Linked DNA regions of Mus musculus: region 1 is linked to region 2. The links are chromatin contacts, called in public Hi-C maps. All regions are on one chromosome and are shown on one strand. Each heading gives the region's core, a stretch centred on a gene start, on an enhancer-like site or on the middle of the called end of the contact. The rest is flanking DNA. Distances are from core to core; before and after follow the strand shown.

Region 1 (5,934 bases), core at 1,963-4,462, 770 kb after region 2:
TTGGATGCATTTGGGCCATGAATAAACAAGGCTGCACGACCACAGCAAGAAGGGTAGGTGGCTCTTCTGCACTTGGACAGAAACATGTGATCATTCCCCTGCACAGCCTTGTTCCTACCTGGTCATGTCACCTGAGTCACCGCTGTGTCATCTTTATCTTAATACTTACTGGCTGTCTTCTTTGGCCACTTCACTTACCCTTGTCATACCTCTGTTTCCTCATCTCTAAATCAGAGCTGTTAGTAACAATAGTATTTATCCACTTGATGTGGTTGTTGAGACGATTAAACAAATTCATGTGGTTAGTGTTGGTTGACACTTTAACAAGAGCAAGAATCACCCAGAGACAAGGCTCTGCAAATGCCTGTGAGGGATTATCTAGATAAGGTGAAGAGGGATTAGAAGACTCACCTGACTTCGGGCAGCCCATTCCATGGGCTGTGGTCTTCAGAATATAAAGGAGAAAGCAAGCAGGGTACTGGCCTCCACCCCTCCCTGCTTCCTGACTTTGGATGCATGAGACCGGCTAAGCCAAAATAAATCCTTCCCCTGCCTTTTGCTGGGATATTTTATTGCAGCACCAGAACTGATGAGTGCATTCCCCGTGGTTTGTATGTTGTGCTGTGTGTTTTTCACTATTTTTTAACATAGAGTGTTTAACTTACCCTCCTTTCCTGTGAGAAACTCTGCTGATTGTCTCTGGCCATCTGCTCAACTCATTAAATTCTGTTCCTCCAACATGCTGGGAAGACGACTTTGGAGCTGGGAGCAGAGTTGCGTGACTATCTGGCTCCCTCTATTTCTTTTGAAGGAAGGCAGTAATTGTCTCTGTTCTGGATGTCCAAGCCTTTGTTCTATAGATGGCATGGCAGGTCCCCTCAGGGAGGGGGTGGGGTGTCATCTCCTTCAGCTTCCTTTCCTTCTTTCATTTGTCACAGCTCTGCCAGGAGCCCTCAGAGATTAAAGTCCTTTTGAGACTCCAAGGGGAGTCTTAGTCTTTTGCTGTCACTGGTCACCCCTCTAAGGTATAAATCCGGGGCACCCTGACTGCTCCCTGGGGTGACGGCTGGGATCATGCTGCTTGTAGGAGGCAGGGGTGAAAGGTGGGAATCACCTAAAGAAATCCTCAAAATCGAAAGATAAAGTTCTATCCCATGATCCATGATCCAAATCCCAGGTCCCAGCACAGTCTGGGAACATTTGGTAACTGGTTGTTATGAATAGGAATATCCCAAGCGGTATAATTGTTCACTTCTCAAGAGCCATATTAATTATGCTTGGCTATTTGTTTCTTCAGCCATTCAGACACAAAATGTTTATCAAGACTTAGGGGAAAACTACAATAAAACCATTCAGCTAGCTCATATTCAAGTTGAACTGCTTTTTCTACATTAATGAAGGTAAAGGCTATCTCATGTGGGCAAAACTGTTAGAGCTGTGTTAATTAAAGAATCTGTTGAGTTGATTTTCATAAATTCTTTGAATTCCATTGCATATCCCCAAATTAAAAGTCAAGGCTAGAATTAAAATTTAAATTTAACTAAAAGTCAAGCTGGAATTTAAAGCTGGAATTCAAGGACAGCACACACTTGTGTAGTGTAGGACTTCAGCGTAGTGTAGGAAACTGAAGAAGTCCTTAAGACAACATATCAGTCTTTATCATTGAGGAAAACCAAACAAAAGGGTAGAGAGAGCCATAGTTCTTGAGAGCAGCTTTTCACAGGAGCTCTGTGAAAGGAGACAGTGGTGTCTCCAGATGGCAGTGCTGACCAGTCTGTTGGGAAGAAGGAAGGATATAGTATCATAGTGTCCATTGTAAATTTTTTTTCATTGTAAATCTTAATTGTCTTGGAAGAAAAATGTGATCTAATGCTGTCACATACTGTCTTAGTCAGGGTTTCTATTCCTGCACAAACATCATGGCCAAGAAGCAAGTTAGGGAGGAAAGGGTTTATTCGGCTTATACTTCCATACTGCTGTTCATCACCAAGGAATTCAGGACTGGAACTCAAGCAGGCCAGGAAGCAGGAGCTGATACACAAGCCATGGAGGGATGTTCTTTACTGGCTTGCTTCCCCTGGCTTGCTCAGCCTGCTCTCTTATAGAACCAAGACTATCAGCCCAGAGATGGTCCCACTCACAAGGGGCCTTTCCCCCTTGATCACTAATTGAGAAAATGCCTTACAGTTGGATCTCATGGAGGCATTTCCTCAACTGAAGCTCCTTTCTCTGTGATAACTCCAGCCTGTGTCAAGTTGACACAAAAGTAGCCAGGACACATACCTAAGAAATGGTCTCCTCAGATCTAGAATGTCTGAGTGAAAGACGTTCAGAGGGGAAAAAAGACTGGGGAGAGGTGAGGAATGAGGGAGGCTAGAGGTGGGGAGGGGCGAGGAATGAGGGAGGCTAGAGGTGGTAGTTCCCTGAATTCAGCATCTGCACTGGCTTCCCAGGAGTCTTGGTGCTTGTCTGAGCCAGGCGGCTCAACACGATCGCTGCAGGGATGAGAAAGCCTCAGAAACAGCAGAAGACTGGGGTTCAAGGCCTTTTGTGATCTCATCCAATGATTCATCCAATGATGTAACACTAGGAGTCTGGATTTCCACAAGTTGGCTGCATGAGCTTCCCAATGTCTCAAAGCTATCTCCCAGTGAGGCTGGAGCTCAAGCCAAGTGTTTTGGCTCTCATTCCAGGGCTAAGATATAGCAAGCAGACCCTTTGAGATCAGTGGTTCTTCCTTTCTGGGGCTATAGGCAAACATCAGTCATCGAGAGCTATTCTCAAGCTTCGTTCTGCAGGATGGTGTCCAGGGTTTAGGAGGCTGGGCTCCTAAGCTAGACGAAGAAGCTGGCATTGAGACATACCTTGCAAATACAAACTCGTGAATCAGTCAACTAAAACCAGCCCCCCAAACGGTTTGCTTATATAAATTGCCCTTGGAAGGAAGCGTTGCCGTATCTCACATAAGTGTTAGTTGTTTTTCTCTCCCACAGATCCTCACTAATTTATTCTGAAGACACTGCTACATTTCCAATTTCTACTTTTATTTTAAAGTGATTCAAACATTGGGGGAAAAGTTGAACACTGGTTTGGCTGATTGCTTCAGTAGTTAAGAATAACAGCTGTCGTGTTTGAGAAGTCATTAGCGGTAATTGGCCAAGGCAAAGGGGCGTTGGCCCTGCTCTCAGAGGGCATCCAACACACGTGACTTAATAGTTGCCCGTGTATTTTGATGAAGAAAGGCATTGAGCTAACTGGGTGCAGCTTCATCCACAGTGGGCTGGTGAGTCTCTCTCCTCCAAGAGGCCAGATGTTAATTCTCCAGCTCCTTTATCCCTCCAGCCCTCTGTCATCTTCTGATTCTTCTCCACCATGTCCTCCATCTGTCTGGTGTCTTTAATTATTCACTTATCGAGCTAATATTTCCTGTGCCAAGAAGGAATGTTAACAGCTACTGAAGAAGGTGGTAGATACTGTGAGAACAAGTCAAGGGTAACCATATGAAGTGTAGGGTCCAATGGAAGGAAATGTTAGGGATGAAATCACACACTTAGTGAATGCCTGGTGGTATTCAGGGGCGAAGTGTACCATAATAGAGAAGACAGGGCTGAGCAGTAAGCCAAGACAGGACATATGTGTTGGGGCTAGACAAGAGAGATGGCTGAAAGAAGACACCTAGGCCAAGGGAACATGTCACTGTTTGGGTCTCAAATGTCTCCCACAGGGTCATGATTTGAAGACTTAGTCTTTAGTTGGCAGTATTGTTTTTGAAGGCTGTGGAACATTTAGGAGGTAAGGCCTGGCTGGTAGAAGCAGGTCCCTGGGAACAGGCCTTTGAAGGTGATCCCTGGCTCTGGCTCTGGCTCTGGCTCTGGCTCTGGCTCTGGCTCTGGCTCTGGCTCTGGCTCTGGCTCTGGCTCTGGCTCTGGCTCTCTGGCTCTGGCTCTCTGGCTCTGGCTCTCTGGCTCTGGCTCTGGCTCTGGCTCCGGTCTGCATTCTCTGCTTCCTGGCCCACACAGTGTGAACAAGCCTTCCTGCCGTGCTCCTGCTACCATGAACTTGACCTTGCCTTCTCTACTACAATAGACCAAAGTCCCCGAAATAGGAGCCAAAAGAAACTCCTCTTCCCATAAGTCGCTGCTATGACACATTTTGGTCACAACAGGGAGAAAAGCAACTCAAGCAACTCGTACCAGGCAGCATCTCATGCAAAGTCCTCGTTATGGAAAGGACTCTGGCAGGGAGGATGAGCCAGGCTGCGGCCAAAAAACTGGGAGGAGTGAGGCCGGAGCCCGGGAGACGTGACTCTTGAACGCAGTGGGGGGGAAACGTCGAGGGCTTCAAGTGAGGGTGACATGGCCAAGTGGGAATTTTTAAAAGACCACAGTATCTGTTTAAGCAGAAAAGCAGAAATAGCAGTGAAAATGGGGGAGGAATAGGGGAGGGGCAGGAGAGGGGATAGGGAGGAAAGGGAAAGGGGACAATGAGAGGGGGGAGAGGAGAGGGAAAGGAGAGAGACAGGGAGATAGGGGAGAAGGGGAGGGGATGGTGACAGGGAGGGAGATGAGGAGAGGGGAGGAGAGAGAGGGAGGGAGGAAGGGAAAGAGAGAGAGGGAGAGAGAGAGGGAGAGAGAGGGAGAGAGAGAGGGAGAGGGAGAGGGAGAGGGAGAGGGAGAGGGAGAGGGAGAGGGAGAGAGAGAGAGAGAGAATATGAATATTCCCAAATCCTATCAGGCTTGGTAGACTTGAGTTGTGGAAACAACACTCTTGTTCTTCTGTATTCCAAAGTCTCTTGAGCCAGTGCACTTCATCTTGAACCGCCTTTAACCTTAGTCCCTTGTGAATATACTTCCTCCATTAAAACCATAAATGACTTGGAGACTACTTTGTTCTCAGTTCCCTGAACTCTTGCCCAGAGCCTATAACATAAAATGAGTCACAGCCAATGGCCCGCGCTATTCTTTTTCCCACCAACACAGTATAACAACCAGTTTTCTGTAGAACCCTTTCTAGCTCCTTTTTACTCTTCTAGATTAAAGACCCCTTGGGTCCATTTTAGAGCATTTGTTCTCACAACCATATTACGTGATAGTCATTTGGCCTGAATAAAACACCTTCCTTACAATGTGCCTCAGCTGGTGCAGCTGATGAGGGGGTGCTTGCTGTCTGCACAAGGCTGATCTGATCACACAGTATTGAAGCTTGAAGTCCAAAAGGCTGGTAGAAAGGGGAATGGATAGAAAGACAAGGAGCAAAAGGCTTGAGCTAGGGTATAGAATGGGTGCCAGGGAGCCCTGTCAGTTAAGGCTGTCTCCCATCTGCTTAGTGCCCTGCAGAGAACACGGACTTCTATAACACACTGATAAGCACACACCTGGGAAGGGATCAAACGAGCTACATTGGGGACAGGGAAGTAGAGTGGTGGCGGTCCTAACTTCTGCCACCATCCAGTAAGTGAGCAGCAGATAAGATAGATTGAGCCACAAGATTCCCTTCTGCCCTCTGGGTCTCAGTCACTGATGCAGTCCATGCTCCACCTACCTGAAGATACTCAGGAGAGGCACTCAGGTGAAGGTGGTTTAGCTTAGCCATGTTGACAATGTATGGCCTCCTAAAGATCCTGGGTGCTGGGTGGAAAACAAACAGGCAAACCTTCTACCTTCCTTTCCAGCAGTCTCTGTGTATTATGGGATATACCTTCTCTGCCTTCCTCTCCAGCAGTCTCTGCATATTATGGGATATACCTTCTCCACCTTCCTCTCCAGCAGCAGTCTCTGCATATTATGGGATATACCTTCTCCACCTTCCTCTCCAGCAGTCTCTGCATATTATGGGATATACCTTCTCCACCTTCCTCTCCAGCAGTCTCTGTATATTATGGGATATACCTTCTCCACCTTCCTCTCCAGCAGTCTCTCTATATTATGGAATATA
Region 2 (5,942 bases), core at 752-3,251:
GAGAAAATAGACTTTTTCCTTTACTACATCCTGGGTAGTAGAGGTGGCACTGCCTGGTATGTGGTGGAGGAATGGGTTCTTATATAAGTATATTTTGGTCTGTGAGAGTCAGTTGTAACACTCTCACAGGGAAGGGACAGGTGGGCAGTTGGGTGGTGAGCCTGAGGTGTTGGATTAGAACTCAAGGTATAGGTTTTCGGTGGCATAGAAAAGTCAGGAAACACAGTAATAAGTGTGCACATGTGTATGTGATGCTTCTTGTCCCTTCGAAGGCTTGGAGACAGCAGCGCTCCTTTTGTAGAAAGCACTCTGGTCTTGGCGTCTAAATACTGTTTTCTCACTATGTGGAAGGCAATAGTGGAGTATCAATATAAGTATTGACCATTTGTTGAAAAATACAGTACCTATGCAGTCTTATTTTTCAAATGTGTATGTGTGTCTGCATGTATGTATGTGCTGAGTACCTACAGAGGACAGAAGAAGGCCTCAGACCCTTTGACACTAGAGTCATTGTGTGGCTGTGGAAACAAACCCAGGTCTGTTCAAGGACAGCAAGTGTCATCTCTCCAGCCTTCTGTATAGTCTTAAAGTGTCACCCACTAATTAACAATCATGAAAGGGAAGACAGTAGCTTTCCTGTTTGGAATTCTGACAGCTACTACCTCAGCTAAGAAGTATGAGCTCAATTGCCATATTTTAGACTTAGAAGCTGTGTTCCACCTGACAGTGCGGTCAGAGGAGCTCTGGTATAGGTCGCATTCCTGTGGAAAATCTACATAACCTAATCGCAAGGGGCTATCAAACGGACACAAATCAAGGGCACGTTGCACAAACTGGGCCAGGAATCGTCCCCATTGCCGTGACCACAGGAGCAGGGAGACGAGGGGTCGTAAGCATAGTGCAAGGTTCTGGATTGGGTCCATTTATTAAAATAGACATTATTAGAGTAGTTAGAGGAAGGTAGACATGGCCTCTGAGGTAGATCATGGTCTTTATATCAGTGCTACATTCTGGGTTCTGATAGTCACAGCTGTGACACTTTATAGGCGAAAGCTGGTGTTTGTAGGAAGTACTTGTCAGTCAGCCCTTATAGTCATTGACTGTTTGTGGTCAGGTGTCCAGGGAAAAAAGTTATTTTAGGTTTATCAGAATTTACTGAGTAAAACCAGGCAAAGCCCTTGAGTTGGTTGACTAGCTCAGAACTGTTAGTTTATCACACAAACCGTTTACAGGCTTGATGTCCTCGTTTGCTGGCAGCTGGCCTGCCACACGGCTTTCTTCTGGTCTGTCTGTCTTTGGGTCTGCAGGCTTGTTAGTAGTTACTGGTGTATCATTTGTGCAGTCTTTTAGGATCATTGTTTCACCTCTGTCTTGCCTTTGTGGAAGTTGTTTCTTTGAATGGGAAGCATGGCTTATGTAAATTACATTGTCACAGTGTAGACAGAGATTCCATGTTTTAAGTTACATTGTATGCACTGTTTTCTTGAGTTTACTGTCCCCACCACACTGCATCTACTTCAGTTCTGAGCGTGTCCCAGGTCTTATGTTTACTTTAAACACATTTGTTTTTGGTTATGTGTCTGTACATGAGTGTGCACATGAGTGCAGGTGCCTACAGAGGCCAGAAGAGTCAGGCGTCCTGGAGCTAAGTCCCAGGCAGTGCTGAGATGGTGGATGCGGTGCTTGCAATCAAAGAACCGGCTGCCAGTCTGAGTTTGTGTTTTAAAGTGCTGGGCCCACTGGTTGCCTGTCTAAACTTTGCAGAAGGGATGTGTGGGGTCAGAGAGATGTGATGGTGGGGCGAACTCAAGAGCACGTTTGTATTCTGAGTGGTTAGTCCCCAAAGCTTTAGGAGTGGACATTTGGGAAGAGATCTTGGTTTAGAGATTTGTGATTCAGATGGAGTGTGGGATATAGCAACAAGGGTCACAGTCACATGACCATGGCTACCGTTCTCTGACAGCATTACCTTAAGCTGTCAGATTATGCCTTCCCTCCAGGATACAGAAAACTGTTGCTGAAGACATGAAACTACTCCCCCTGACATTCCTCCCTGGCGAGGCTGAAGCCTGCCACAGGTTCTGTTCTCCTTGGGTAGGCTAGAGGACAAGCTTCTCTGTGGCAGTCAGCCTGACTAATTTTCATATTTCTCGGAATGATCAAGGAAAAGCGCCTTTAACAACCAGAGTGCTAGTTCCACGGCACTCAGCGCCGCCCACACACGCAGGCTTTTCTGTAGCTATTTTCCTCTAGCTGCCTTTACAGTGTAGGTGGCCTTCTCCAGATTGCTTTTGACAGGAAATTGAACAACCTTTCTTTTTTGGAAAGAATATATTTTATTGCTGAGAGTGGAAAAAACAAACAACAAAAAAGAAGTGTTTATGTTTGATATTTTATTATGAGTTTGATATAAAGACCAGTTTAAGTCCAGAAAAAAGTGGGGAGGGTGTGCAGGGGGTCAGGGTTACATTGCAAATGGTGCGCTGCAGTTCCTGAGTCTCCATGGTGGCAGCTGTGGCTCTGCCCTTCAGGCCCCCTTTTTCTTGTTTCTCCTTGATCAGGAACTAGGCTTTGACCTGGCTTTAGTTTTCGCTCTTGATGGGGTCCTTCCTGTTGTGGTGGTGCTGTGAGCCCCTGTGCTCACGGGAGAGCCTTGTCTCTAGGACCTGTGTTGGCCCTGCCCATGCCATCCTGGTCTTTAGGCTCCATATTCCTCAGTAACACTTGTTGAGGGTCTGGTTCATGACTTGTCCTGAGGTCCTGCCACCTACCACAGGTTTGCTGGGAGCCCCAGCCTTTCTGTCCCTTGGGCTGTGAGTGTCTCTGTTCACCTCTGCCTGCCGCCTGGGCCCATTTAGCCATGCCAGCTTGTGGTGGTTGAGTCTGCACTTCATGTGCATCACCGAGATCTGAGGCAAAATGTCAGCTTTTATTCATACAGGGTCTGCTTTGCTTCATCTGGAAGCTTCATCCAGTCTAAAGGGAACATTTCTGTTGGCATCTGTGTGTTCCTGTGTCATATTCTTTTTGAGCTGGCATGTTTCTTCTTGTACCAAGTGTTTTATCAGTGCGAGTTGGCTGCCAGGTATGCCTTGTTTATGCAGTTAGCTAGTTATAGCTCAGGTCATGAAGACTAACAAAACAGAGCGTCTGTTTTGAGTGTTAGTGGCTATCTTTCCTCATTCTGTGGGTGTATTCTACACCACAGAGGCCAGGCTCCTGGAAAGGCACGTCTCCTCTCCGGCTGTGTGACTCAGGGCCCCTTCCCCGGCTCTTTCTCTCCCAGGTTGTGTCTAGAGCTGTCTGTGCCTTTTAGCTGTGGCAGCGCAGGAAAGACCGTTGCAGGCCCCTCTCCAGCTCTCCTCTGCTGAGTTCTATAACGTCACGGTACTCGGACACATAATATCTGGGTAAACCCTGATTTGAATGTAAAATTGAAGTTAGCTTAAAAGTCTTTTTGTGCTTGGTGAATGAAGGCTGGCACTCTTACTGTGCAGGACGGCAGGCTGGACAGAAGAAATCCTTGTCTCATCAGGACCTAGGGGTTACATGAGTAAGACTCAGCTTTGGCTATTATCACTGTTTTTAGGCTTCATTCTTTATTACTGGGAAGAGTTTGAAGTAGGGTTTAACCTCAGCAAACGAGGAGAAAATTCCTTTCTTGGGATGCTTTTAGAAACATAGTTTGATTCAAAGATTTTTGGGAATGTTTGAAACATTTATTCCAAATGATTAGGACCATGAATATTGGTGAACACCTTGAATCTAAGCACTTAGAGACAGGCAGATGCAGGCAGATTTGGTTAAGTTCCTGTCCAGGCCAGCATATTCTACATACTGAGATCTAAACTAGCTAAGGTTTCATAGTCAGACAGTGTTTAGAAATAACTAAACCAAATTAAAGCAAAGCAAAGCAAACCAAAACAAACAACCCCTTTTTTCCGGTTAATGATATTAGAATGAATCTGTATTTTTTAATGAGTAATATATAGAAACATAACTTTCATAGAAAGTACTTTATGGCTGTGGTTGGGAGTTTATCTGTCTCAAATGAGCAGTATTTGGAATATAGAGTTTAGGAGCTAAAGATATGACTTGGGTTAAAAAGCACTGGTTGTTCTTCCAGAGGACCCAGGTTCAATTCTCAGTCCCCATATGGCAGTTAACAGCTGTTCCAGGGGATCCAGTATCCTTATCTGGACTCTGCAGGCACTAGGCACTGAAATGATGACAGACGTACAATTAACAAGACACTCACATAATATAAAATAAAGCAGAAACGAATTACAGAATTCCCTTGGGTGTATATGTTAGTATGTGTATAGTGTGTTCATACATGAGAGTGTTGGCTTGAGGACATTTATGTTAGTGTGTGTACGTGTGTGTGCATACATGAGAGTGTCGGCTTGAGGACATTCCTCAGGAGATCTTTACTTTGATTTTGAGATGAGGTCTCAGTGGGACCTATGATTAGGGTAGGCTGGCTGGCCAGTGAGCCCATCCATTTGCCTGTTTCCCCTTCCTTAGTTCTGGAAGTACAAGCATATACCACCTTGCCTGGCATTCATGTAGGTGCTGGAGATCAAACTTGGGTCCTTATTACTTCGGTGGTGATCGCTTTATTGACAGGGTTGTCCCCTCAGCTCCCAGAATTGTAGAAATTCTAAATTCTATAAGCCAGAACATCAGTTGCTTTGGAAGGAGGTTTCTCAGTCTTATTTATTTCTCCTTTGGGCTAGGCAATTCTTTTTGGGGGGGCTAGTACCATCCCTGGTGACAATCCCATGTCACTTCTCTAGTTAGGAAAACTAACATTGCTCTAGATTGTAAGGTTTCACTGGGCATGGAATTACACCCTGCTGAGAATCTCTGCTTCAGAACAACCCCTTGTGTGTGAGGTGGAGGTGGGCTCCCATAGTCAGGTGGTGGCTGAACTATCAGTATCTCTTCTGGCAGACTTTTTACAGGTCCTGGGCCTGAGGGCCTCCCGATGTGTTCTGAACTGGTTGCCTGGGATGTGGCCCCGGGATATCAAATATCTGTCTAGACAGGTTAAGTGTAGGTTCTTTATATAAAAGTGGCTGTTGGTTAGCCTATGTTTATTTAAATGTGTAAAGTTCCACATAAAGATTGAAATTAAAGGAAGTTTTGGATTAGAATTTTATTAATAATATTTTTTGGCTGTTTACTTACTGTAAAGTACAGTTGCATATTTTCTAAAATTAAAAATAGCTATTATACTAAAGTTTACAATTTTTTTAAATTTAGGTTTTGAGAGATTGCTACAATTTGGACTCACAAGCAAGATTTACTGCAAACTTTGAGATGGAGTAGGTGAGTGGATGGATTGGCACCAGGTCATGTGGGAGGGAAATGTCCCTTAGGCTGGTTTACCAGGCTGCTACTTACTTGTGACTTAGCCAGTGTAAGCTTCTTGATGGATTTCCCTGTGCTGTTTTCCTGCTGATGGGAAAAGCAGATGGTGTGCAAAGCCCGCTCAGTCCCAGTCACTGACTTCTCAGCCGATTTCTCTCTTCTTGTTCCCGTGTCGTTAGGGCCAGCATGCGTCCTAATGGGGCAGGGGAAATCTCTGTCCTCCATAGGCCACTTACGCGGACTCGTGATAACGAGAAACAAAAAAGGAGACTTACTCAGTGTGGCCACCATGGGAAGAGGAACAGAGAAAGCGGTCTAGTGGCCCACACACCCTGCCCAAGTCTGTCTCCAGAGGACTTCATCAGGATTAGGTTAAACAGGTCATAAAGGTTTCATGAGTAAGTAGGCCGAGTCAAGGTGTGGGCCTGCTTATCATCATCTGGCTTCAGTTTCTCCTGTGAGATGGTCTGACGAGTTGTGAGAGCTGTGTGAGACACGGTCCTACTGTCCCTGGCAACAGGGCCCAGACCTTCTGTCTTCTAATAGAAGACTCTGGGGACCAACTG

What was found. Hi-C and Micro-C count contacts between places; a contact is called where the count stands out from the background.
Region 1: a Hi-C map of cortical neurons shows a contact between it and region 2, with 4 times the contacts expected there. The contact joins two enhancer-like sites. A contact is called at or near these places in 2 of 484 Hi-C or Micro-C datasets (cortical neurons and liver).

Annotation. Positions count from the first base shown.
Region 1 is chr12:82,996,254-83,002,187 of GRCm38.p6, forward strand. The region is part of intron 3 of Rgs6 (regulator of G-protein signaling 6); the gene reads left to right. It overlaps Gm31308 (a long non-coding RNA gene), which reads right to left. Exons shown (of 2, transcript XR_381770.3): 2 at 3,024-3,426. Among named protein-coding and RNA genes, the nearest start is that of Gm31308, 5.4 kb to the right of the region's middle. Within about 2 kb of position 3,213, at least 19 of the 459 cell types and tissues checked have an H3K27ac peak or open chromatin away from gene starts, as enhancers often do. A contact at or near this core is called in cortical neurons, where this site is marked.
Region 2 is chr12:82,229,195-82,235,136 of GRCm38.p6, forward strand. It overlaps a transcript of Sipa1l1 not described here. Among named protein-coding and RNA genes, the nearest start is that of Sipa1l1, 79 kb to the right of the region's middle. Within about 2 kb of position 2,002, at least 40 of the 459 cell types and tissues checked have an H3K27ac peak or open chromatin away from gene starts, as enhancers often do. A contact at or near this core is called in cortical neurons, where this site is marked.